Regions from separate parts of the Sus scrofa genome. Here regions 2 and 3 are each linked to region 1. The links are chromatin contacts, called in public Hi-C maps. All regions are on one chromosome and are shown on one strand. Each heading gives the region's core, a stretch centred on a gene start, on an enhancer-like site or on the middle of the called end of the contact. The rest is flanking DNA. Distances are from core to core; before and after follow the strand shown.

Evidence for each region. A called contact is a pair of places that touch in the nucleus more often than the background predicts.
Region 2: a contact with region 1 is called in a Hi-C map of adipose tissue, with 6 times the contacts expected there. The contact joins two enhancer-like sites. A contact is called at or near these places in 25 of 47 Hi-C or Micro-C datasets (adipose tissue, alveolar macrophages, brain and 15 more) and 1 of 2 datasets of contacts at active chromatin or transcription factors (skeletal muscle).
Region 3: a contact with region 1 is called in a Hi-C map of mesenteric adipose tissue, with 1.8 times the contacts expected there. The contact joins the promoter of CNN3 here to the enhancer-like site in region 1. A contact is called at or near these places in 4 of 5 promoter capture datasets (fetal liver, fetal skeletal muscle and liver), 16 of 47 Hi-C or Micro-C datasets (alveolar macrophages, embryonic fibroblasts, fetal liver and 10 more) and 1 of 2 datasets of contacts at active chromatin or transcription factors (skeletal muscle).

What each region holds. Positions count from the first base shown.
Region 1 is chr4:122,368,302-122,371,534 of Sscrofa11.1, forward strand. The region is part of intron 2 of ALG14 (UDP-N-acetylglucosamine transferase subunit ALG14 homolog); the gene reads left to right. Among named protein-coding and RNA genes, the nearest start is that of ALG14, 27 kb to the left of the region's middle. Within about 2 kb of position 1,755, at least 37 of the 83 cell types and tissues checked have an H3K27ac peak or open chromatin away from gene starts, as enhancers often do. A contact at or near this core is called in adipose tissue, fetal liver, liver and 4 more, where this site is marked.
Region 2 is chr4:122,584,264-122,587,496 of Sscrofa11.1, forward strand. The region is part of intron 9 of SLC44A3 (choline transporter-like protein 3); the gene reads right to left. Among named protein-coding and RNA genes, the nearest start is that of SLC44A3, 36 kb to the right of the region's middle. Within about 2 kb of position 1,493, at least 1 of the 83 cell types and tissues checked has an H3K27ac peak or open chromatin away from gene starts, as enhancers often do. A contact at or near this core is called in adipose tissue, where this site is marked.
Region 3 is chr4:122,502,704-122,505,936 of Sscrofa11.1, forward strand. CNN3 (calponin-3) reads left to right here and starts at 1,747. Exons shown (of 8, transcript XM_003125902.5): 1 at 1,747-2,018. The coding sequence starts at 1,962.

The DNA.
Region 1 (3,233 bases), core at 505-3,004:
CCCTGGAACTGCAGGGTGGGGCGTCCCTGGATGTCGGGGGACAGCAGGGTGTTCCGGTGGCCAGAGCAGTTAGGAGGCAGTTGAAGCCACCCAAGCAAGAGATAGTGTAGCTTGCACAGGTAGGAAGGGGGCGGGGGCATGGCTGGAGTCTGGGTGTGTTTTGAAAGTAAAGTTAATAGCATTTCCTGACAGATTGGCTTTGAGATGCGAAGAAAAGGCAGAAGTCAAGCAGAACTTTGAAGCCCTTGGTCTGAGCGGTTGTAAACAGAATGACCCTGGGGCATCTGTCAGTGGAGCATCCTCTTTCCAGCGTCTTTATAAATAGTACTTCATACCATCCGGACAAATCAACAGCCTCTGCCTTGGGTGGAGGAACCTGGACATTATCTGGGGTTCGAAAGGGCTGCCTAGGCCCTCCCTGCACTGGTTTAAAACCATTTCCTAAGTCCTGCTCGCTTTCCCTCTCTCTCTCCACCTTCCAACTCTTCAGGCTTCAGAAACAGTCCTGGAAAGTCCGCCCTGGTGTTGTAGGATTGCTGTTACTGTAGTCTTCTCTGCCGTACCCTCATGCTGCCACCAGGTGGCAGTGCACTGCTGCACACTGTGCTGTTGGGACCTGCATTACTTCTCAAGGGAGGCCTGGGAGGGAGGGTTGAGCTTTAGAACCGGGCTGATGGAATGCTTTCTAATATATATCACAGACTGATCTGGTTTGGGAAAGATGAAGAGAGATTGTCTCCAGTTCTTTTTTTAGAAACATCATGTATCCTTGCTAGGGGTGATTTGTAAGAATTTGAAAAGGCTTTTAGCAGTCTTTCCATGTGGTGTTTTTATTTAAAGACCTTATTTACCAAACACCTTGCCGAGGTTGCAGTACTGGTGTATTTGTTTTATATGTTCTTCTTGGTTCAAGACAGGTAGAACAGCTCCCTAGAAGGCTTCCTAAAAGTAAAATCCTTCATGAAAATCAAAGGTTAGTATTGAGTAGTTTCTGTACATAAAATTAGGACTATGTTTTATAGAGTACAAGTCAAAAAAAAAAAAGTACCCATTTGTCTGAAGTTTTTTGGTGCATTTGGAGAGGCAAAAGAATAAATACTGGACACCTTAGGAATTAATAAAGGTCTTACCAAGCAGTGCTAGTGAATGACGCATGCAAGAGGCACCAGGTACCTCTGGAGCCTGGAGTGTGGGGTGGGGCTGAAAAGAAGCCTCTTGGGTGAAGTCCACCTGTAGACAAGTTAGGCTCCCACCTCTCGACCTTACTCTGGTAGAAAACCCAAGACTTAACCCACTGGAAAAGTTGAATAAAGAGGTTTCGGCTTTGGAAACAAACAGGCCAAACTGCAGATGGAGTAGGACATTGCCTAGAAAGCAGAGGGCTTACGGAATGTGAATAACAACCCCTGTCCCCCAACACACACACGCTTTCCTTTCCAGTTTGCTCATACGTTTCCCCCAGGCAGGAGAGTAAAGATTGGCTTTGAGGAAACGGATTTCCTCAGGAGAATAGAACTGTAGTTTCCTACCCCCGGGATTCCCTCCAGGGGAGTTGTCAAGTCCTGGCTGTGTTCATCCTCTCGAAGCCAGCACACAGAGCTTCCTCTTCCTTTTAGTGCCTCGTCCTTTAGTAGGAACCAGGCTTTCCCAGCCTGGGTATTGTTGACATTTGGGGCAGATGCTTCTGGGGAGGCTGTCCTCTGCAGTGGGGGATGTTTAGCTGCATTTCCAGCCTCCACCACTAGAGGTCGGCAGCACCCACTTTTCTCCTCTGCCCCCCACCCCCAGTCTGGGGACCAAAATGTCTCCCGACCTTGCCGATGTCCTTGGGGGAGAAATCTCCCCTCTCTCTTGAGAGCCGCTGGTTTGCACCGGCACCCACAGACCACCAGACGTGGGAGGAAAGTCCTTAACATGGAAAGCAAAAGTAACAGGGAAAGGAACTTTGAGAAAAGGAATGGGGGTGGGGATGAAGGGAAAACACCACCTTCAGAGAAACGAGAGGACGCTGTGTCTTTAAAAAAAGCAGGAAACCTGTTTTCGGAAAACCCTCATAGAATAAGAAGGACTTTTGGCCAGTGACATTTTGCTTGTAGAAATAGAAAAGTCAAAATACTGGAAGACCATATTCAAGAGCTCTGCTGCAATTCAGAACAGAAAATAAAAGCAATAGGGAAAAGGTAGGAAAATTAATTAACTAGATGTTGGTGATATACTATTCACAAGGAACAGGGACACAGGAGAAATTAAAAAAAAAAAAAGTGAAGACTCAAGAAAAATTCCCAGAACCGGAAGGACATGACCTTCAAATTAAAGGACCATCCCCAGCCCTGTTAAACTGTAGTCAAAACAAGATAAATCGTCAGACTATTTCAGAACCAGTGACAAAGAGAGAACTTCCCAAAACGCCTGGAAAGAAAAAGAAAAGATGTCGCAGTGGATCTTGATGGCCTTCAGAGTCACGGTGGAGAAATGTCCTCAAATTGTCCCCACCCTAGCCCCTTTCGTGGAGGGTGTGCTTCACCAGGACACAGGGACCTCAAGGACAAGGTCCTGGAACCTGGGTGCCAGCTACGAGCAGCAGGGGAACTCCTGAGAGGGAAGAGGCCCACAGCTGCAGGCCTGGAGAGAGAACCGGACAGGAGCTTTGAATGCAGAGGAGGGAGAGGTCTGGGGCCAGAGTGTTGGGTGGGTGCGGGGGCTTCTCCTAAAGGGTAATGAACCAGCGTGGGGGAAAGTCAGGAGGTTAGACGTGCAGGACTTGTTCAGACAAATGGACCGTGTGTTTTGATAAGAATCACCACAGGAGATGGGAAATCAATCAATCAAACTATGCGACAAGAAATTATTTCTGTTTTATAATCCTGAGACCCTTTTAGAATGTTTCCTGGTGCAGAAAAGATATAAGTGAGCTGCTATTTTTTTGAAGGTTGTGCAAAGTGGGTGGAGGAATCATCTTTGAATTCTGAGTGATGGTTGATTTTTGTTGTTGTTTGAACATTTTCTGTGTCTTCTAAGATAAAATGATGAAAGTTGGGGGGGGGGTTGGTTGTTATTGTTTTGTTTTGTCTTGTTTTGTTGTAAGAAACCAAGCTGAGAAGAGATTAAAGCCCCAGTGGAAGTAATAATTTTCTAAATGACCCGTGTATCATCAGCACTCATATTTTGGAACAAGTGTAATTGCATTTTGGAAGCGCGTTAGTATTCATGTTACTTTAATAAACAGGGATGCA
Region 2 (3,233 bases), core at 243-2,742, 220 kb after region 1:
GTTTTCTTTTTTACACATGAAAATATTAACGCATTCAACCATCTGACGCAATAACAATCGCACAAGTATTTACCCACTGAGGACACCCCCACAACACTGGGGACACTGGGTGGAGACTGAAGAGAGAGCCCGAGGGTATGTGACAGTCTGAGGGGACAGGAAGTGGGACAGTCAGGTGCCCTGCAGGGGTCTCTCAGCACCCATCACCTGGGCATCCGCTGAGATCAAAACATGGAGCAGCGGACCCGCCGGGGCCCAGAGCCCGTCCCTCGGGCTCTGCTCAAAGAGGCCCCTGAAGACAAAGGGAGGCCGGTGCACCCAGCCGGCCCGCAGGCGAGTGGGAGGAGAGGCAGGTGCCGGTCGGGTTTCTGGGATGGCCAAGCCCCAGGAGGACGGCAGGCCGTCCCTCTGCGACACCCTCTCTCCTGCGGAGTCTGGCATCCACCTGCTTGGAGAGTCCTGGGCCCCTGGCTTTCTCTCCTGCCCTCCGTTACTCTCACTTCTGCTCGTTTTGCTCCTGCCACTGATAGAGAAAGAACACGTTCTAATACATGACCTTCCGGCGTGCTGCCTTGGGCCTGCAGTGTAGCCGACTGTCTCGGTGCCCCCCCTACTCCCAGTCCTGGGGCCGAGGCTATTTAACAGCCCCCAGGCCCTGGGCCCAGTGGGGCCTAAGAGCAGGACCTGAAGAGGCCCTGCTAGCAGCTTCCCCACCCCCCTGCCCCCGCTGAGCTGCCCTTGGGGCGCGTTCCTCTCGGACTGTGCCTGCAGCTCTCAGCCTTGTCCTCTGTGGCCAGGACCTCTTCTGTGCTTGGCTCTGACCCCACTAAATCCCCTTTGCTTCTTTCTATACTTTCCGATCTTCTGGTAGTTTCTAGCCCATCCTGAGAGGCATTCCCTGACTTATGGGGCAGGGGCGGGGTGGGCTCATTTCAGCGCTCTCATAGCTCCCAAAGTCCTGCTACTGCGATGCTCGGTCCTCAGCCTTTGCCATCCTTTGCAGAGAGCACCCCACTCGTCCCAGTGCCCGGCCCAGGGCCTCTCCCCACGGCGCGCACCCAACATCCGTGCACTGAAGAATCAAAGGATGTGTCCTGCTCCAAAGCGTGGAGGTTTAACCACAGAGCCCATTCCCTTCATACAGACCCAGGGTCCACAACGACCGTGGGCTGTGGCAGCGCCCTGGAGGCTGGCGGAAGGTCCCTCCCTGGTCCTGGCCATGCCTCCTGAGGCCTCACCCAGCCTCTGTGATTGTTCAGTGCCAGAACTCAGCCACAGTCCGCGGCCCAGAGAACGTGCCTCCCGCCACCCTCCTCCCGGCTGCTCTGACCCCAGCCCCTGGCCCTGCCGCACTGCCCCGGGCCCCCAGACAGCACCTCACAGACCCATTCTGCGCCCACCAGCCAGCTGCTGAGGTCACAGTACTGCTTCAACTTGGACCTACACACCTCAGAAGGCCTCAGCTGATGTCAGGGCTTTGAACTCCAGACTCAAGGGACACACAAGGAAGGGATGGGGACACAGGAGGAAGGGGCAGAGCACAGGCTCTGGTCCAGGGCTCACGTCCCGGCTGGATGACCTCCAGCAAACAGCTCTCTCGGGAACTCAGTGTTCCGGCCCATAACTTGAACGTAACACGGGCTCAAAAGGGGGCTGCAATGCTTAGCGGAGAGAACATCAGACAGCACCCAGCACAGACCTCAGATGTTAGGAAATTTTCAGCAAATGCCACTGCCTTCCTTTCGGACCAGGCCAGAGACCACGTTCAGAGAATGAGCGAGAAGACAACTCCCCGGTGCTACCCTGGCTGAGACTTCCACCTGCCCTGCAATTTCTGCTCTTCCATCTTCATCTTTTCTTGGTAACAGCACCTGTAAGTTTTAAACGGTGCCTGGCTGCCCAGATGACACTTCCTGCCCTCCCTGCAGGTAGGGGTGGCCTGTAGCCAGGCTTTGGCCAGTGGGTGCAGGTGGAAGTAGAGTCATGACTCTGGGGGCAGGGGGGTGAGTGAGGGGCTCCCCGTCCTCCCTGCTCCTTCCTAAGGCCGGAATAAGACACGGTGGCCGGATCACGAGTATCTACTTCAGCTGCGAGGCGGAAGCAGGCACGTGAGGCTGTGGAAGGAGAAAGAAGGGGCGTGGGCTGTGACCCCGTCACATGGGCACAAGGTCGCCCCCTTGCAGAGACATTACCTTTCATCTTGTTTCAGCCACTGTTTTTGAGCGTTCAGTCACTGTCACATACACGCGTCCTGAATGAGGACTGTCCTGGACCTGTCCGAGCGAGGTTCCCTGAGGATAACCAGTGCAAGTGCACTGCAGGGCCCGCAGCAAGCTTTCAGAGACCCCGCCCGGCCCTGGCTGCTCATCTTGAAATAATTTCCAAGGGGCGGGTTTACTCCGGGGAGACGGCGAGGTGGAGGGGAACCCAGTGGACTGAGAATCTACGACACAGCAGATGTTCCCGCGGATACGACTGGAGCCAAATAAACTTGATACACCGTTAAGGAAGCACGTTCGCCTTGCTGCTCTGACATCTGCTGTCGTCCTGATCTGCCCGGTGACAGTCTCAGAAAGGAACTCACTCTTTCGTACCCGCATCAGAATGGGAGTTTGGGATGGAACCAAAGCAAGAGAGGAGTGGATGAGAGAAGGTCTCGAACAGTCCCACTCAAAGTGGGGTCCACGGACCAGCGGGCTGGCTCACCCTGTTTGTGGCTGGTCCGTGAGGAGATGAGGAGCTTGTGTCAGAAGCAGGGGGCAACTGCATCCCTAGGCCCCCTGCTTCCTTCCGCTGACATTCTTTTTTTTTCACAGCAAGACTTTCCAGATGGAGGAAGCAATGGCGGATGATAGGTTCTGGCACAAGCACCTTATCCGGTTTCAGAGCCCTTTGCACAGCATCGCTCTGGACTGTGGTTGTTCTCTTATGGGGATTCAAAGCAAACAAACAAAAAATGCAGATACTTAGCCCCACCGGAAACCAAGTGGGTCAGAATCTGAGGATGGGGCCCAGGCACCTGTATTTGATGACGTGCCATAGCTGATGCTGAGGACTCTTTCTGGCAAGAAAGGCGGAGCGGAGCTACGACAGAGGAGCAGAGCAACAGGAATCGTGTGCACTCGCTTTAAACTTAAGCTGCTGCTTCTGAGCACAGGAACTTTTCCCTTTTTTAATGGCCGCGCCTATGGCCTATGGAAGCTCCCAGGCTAGGGGTCGAATCAGAGGTGCGA
Region 3 (3,233 bases), core at 497-2,996, 130 kb after region 1:
CTCAAATATGATTCTTATATATTCTACAAGGAATGAACTTTAGATGAAAATGATTCTGACCCTAAGTTCTCCGTCTCCACTGTGATGAAATGGTCAGGCTTACATCATAGCGGGCATGGCATATGATAGAGCTGTGATTTGTACCTCAAATCTGGCTGCCATTTCCCACACTCCTTACACACAAAGAAAAGTAGGTGAGGTCTTATCCATGACACCCGGGCCACTATCACACTACCGGAAAAACAGCCCAAACTCCTTGCTTCACTAATCGCAGGTCAATTGTGTCATCTTTGTGTGGGAAGAGTGACCTAATTATCATTCCTACCTGCTGACTAAAGTAGCATATCACTTGTAAGTCATTCATTTTCCTACCAGTTAGCCCTCTCCGCTCCATTCCTCCCTCCATTCAAAAGTCTGAAAAGCTAATAGCAGTTTGGGACTTTTTCCTTTAAAGTTGCCTTATTCATTTCCGTTCCAGGATGGCTCAGCTTCGGTAAGATATTTGGCTCTCTTCTTCAGCACGTCGCCACACCTGGTTCCAGGATCTGTTCTGAGAGCTAAACAGAACTCTCCTAGGAGGATCTCAGGGGTGGAAAAGCATGCCTGAGAAAGTGATGGAAAGAGGCAAAGCTTTGGGAGCGGGCTGACCTCAGGCAGGATACTTAGGTCTCTGACTTGCCGCTTTCTCGCAAGGGGTATGATGTCCAGCCACCGGTTGTTTGAGGGGAGTAAATGTGATAAGGTTGGGAAGGCATCTAGTACAGTGCCCCGCGCCCAGGCAAGTAAGTGAGGGAAGTTCTGTTCCCTTCTATCAAATTTCTTTAAAATGAGAGGGAAAGAAAGTAGGAAGCCCGACCATGAAAGAATGGAGGTCGCTTCCGGCCTAAAGGATACAAGGATACTGGTATACAAAGATCTGGTTCAAAGAAGCCTCCAGATTAAAAAAAAAAAAAAAAAAAAAAAAAAAAAAAAAGTAGAACAGCCACCTGGGTTTTTGGATTAGCTGAACCCCGGATAAAGATGCTTGTAAAAACGAGCTGGTGCGGATCCAGAAAAGGTCTTGAAATGCCCAGGCTTTGCCAGGTTTTTTTTTTCCGCGCAGCATACCCAGAGTGAGCTCGAATTTGGCTAAAAGCCTTGACTGTTCCCATGGCGGCAGCAGGGCAGAGGTCAGACCAACAGGTGTGGGAAGCTGCGAGGTTAGGGACGAGAAGCAGGTGCCACGGGAGCGACCCCCCCCCCACAACCCCTTTTCTCGGGCACAGGGCCTCTAAGCCTGCTCCCGGTGTTTCCCGCTGCGGGTGGAGGGACCCTGCCTGCCACCTGCGCGCGCCGGGCCTGCAGCCGGGAAGCCGGCCGAAGCAGGCGGGGGGGTCCGCGGCGGGCCGGCCCTGGTGGGCTTCCCTCCTCTCCGCCGGCCCGGAGCGGATGCCTGGAAGAGGACCTGAACGCTGCGCCGCCGGGAAGCCACCGGGCGCAGGGGAGGGCCGGCTCCCACGGTCGGGCGGGCCTCGGCGGGCCAGGCCCGGAGGAGGGGCCGCCTCGCCTCGGGCCTCGGTGGCGTGAGGGCGGGGACGGGGGCCCGGGACCCGCGCGAGGAGGGAGCGCGGCGCCCTCCGCCCTTCAATTGGCCGCGCCGCCCCCTCGCGGGAGAGGCGGGAGGGGGCGGCCCTCCATTGGTCGGGCTCGCCGGCCAATCCCTGAAGGGCCGGGGGAGGCGGCGGGGGGCAGTTCGTGCGGGACTCCGGCGCCGACTGGGAGCCTCTGCGGGACCTCCTCCGACCGAGCAGCCGAGGCACCGCCCCGCGCCCGCCGTCGCGTCCGGACGACTCCTGCACCGCCCAGGGGAACGAGCTCCGAGCATCTCGGGGTGCGGCCACTCCTCGGGGCCAGGAGCGTGGAAGCCAAGTGCTAGGAACCTCCGGACCCGAGCTCAGCCTCTTCCCGCCGCCCGAATCATCATGACCCACTTCAACAAGGGCCCTTCCTACGGGCTCTCGGCCGAGGTCAAGAACAAGGTACGCCTGGGCTAGCGTGGGGCGGGATCCTGGGGCGAGAGGTGGGATGCAAGGCACCGCCCGAGGGACCATGGGACCGGGGCGCCGCTGGGCCGCGCTTCGCCCCGCGCGCCTTGGCTGGCGGGCTTCGTGGAGAGGAGATGTCGGGGCGGCGTGAGAGTTGCTGCGCGTCCCGGTCCTGTGCCCTCGCTCGAAGCGCCGGCTCCCAGGCGCTCTCCTGGCTTTGTTCCAGCGCCGCGGGCCACGACTGGCGGCGGGCGGTGGGTTCCCGGGCTCCTGGAATCCCGCAACGCCGGCCCTCGGCTCCAGGAGCGGATCGCGGCTGCAGGACGCACCCCTCCGGGAAGAGGGCGCTCCTGCGTGGCCATTCGCCCTTAGGTGGGGCCGGTCGGCGCGGCTGGGGACCCAGCGAGCAGCCTCCGCCATCCACCTCGGCCCGGGCCCCTGGCCGACCCTGCACCTTCTCCCACTGCAGCCTCCGGGCGGAATTCAAAGCCTTGAGTAAAGTTAGGCGGTTACGTGGCGGAGCTGGGTCTCCCATTGTTCCTCGCGTCTTCCCGGGGTGGGAGATCGCCGAGCGTCCCACGGACTTCAGGGGCCACCGGGGCAACGGAAGCCGTCCAGGACCCTGGGCGGTTTTCGAATCCCTAAGGCGCTTGTTGCTGCCCTGCTGCTTCTGCGGGCTGCGGAGACAAAGCCTGAGCGCGCCGCTTTGGGCATATCTGCTGTAGACTTGAGGGGTTTTGTTTTAATAAAACGCCGAGAAGTTTGTAGTACTTTAGCCTCTAACGACGTCAGGGAAAGCTTCGTGGGCTGCTTTTGTTTCGGGTTCCTTGCTGAGGCGGGCTGTAGTTTGGAGTGACTGGGCTTTGGTAACGCTTGGTTTTGCCCCTTTGCCCACCGTTGGGTTTATCCTTGGGACTTTTGGTCTGGGAAAGAGATGAGAGGCGTCCCCCTCCCCAAATCCTCTCTTTCCTTCCTCCCTCCCTGCATTCCAAGCCCATGACATCAGGGGTTTCTGGGGGGAGAGACCGGCCAATCGGCGCGGCACTGCGCACAGAACGCTCATTGTCTCCTTTCTGCTGTTCTGGCCAAAGCGCCACAAAGGAGGGCTGCTGTGGTTTCATTCCCATTAACCATCCGGGAGCCGAAGCATGTCAGGATGGCCACCGCACCGTCCTACCGCTGGTAGAATGCACTGGCATTGTCAGAGCT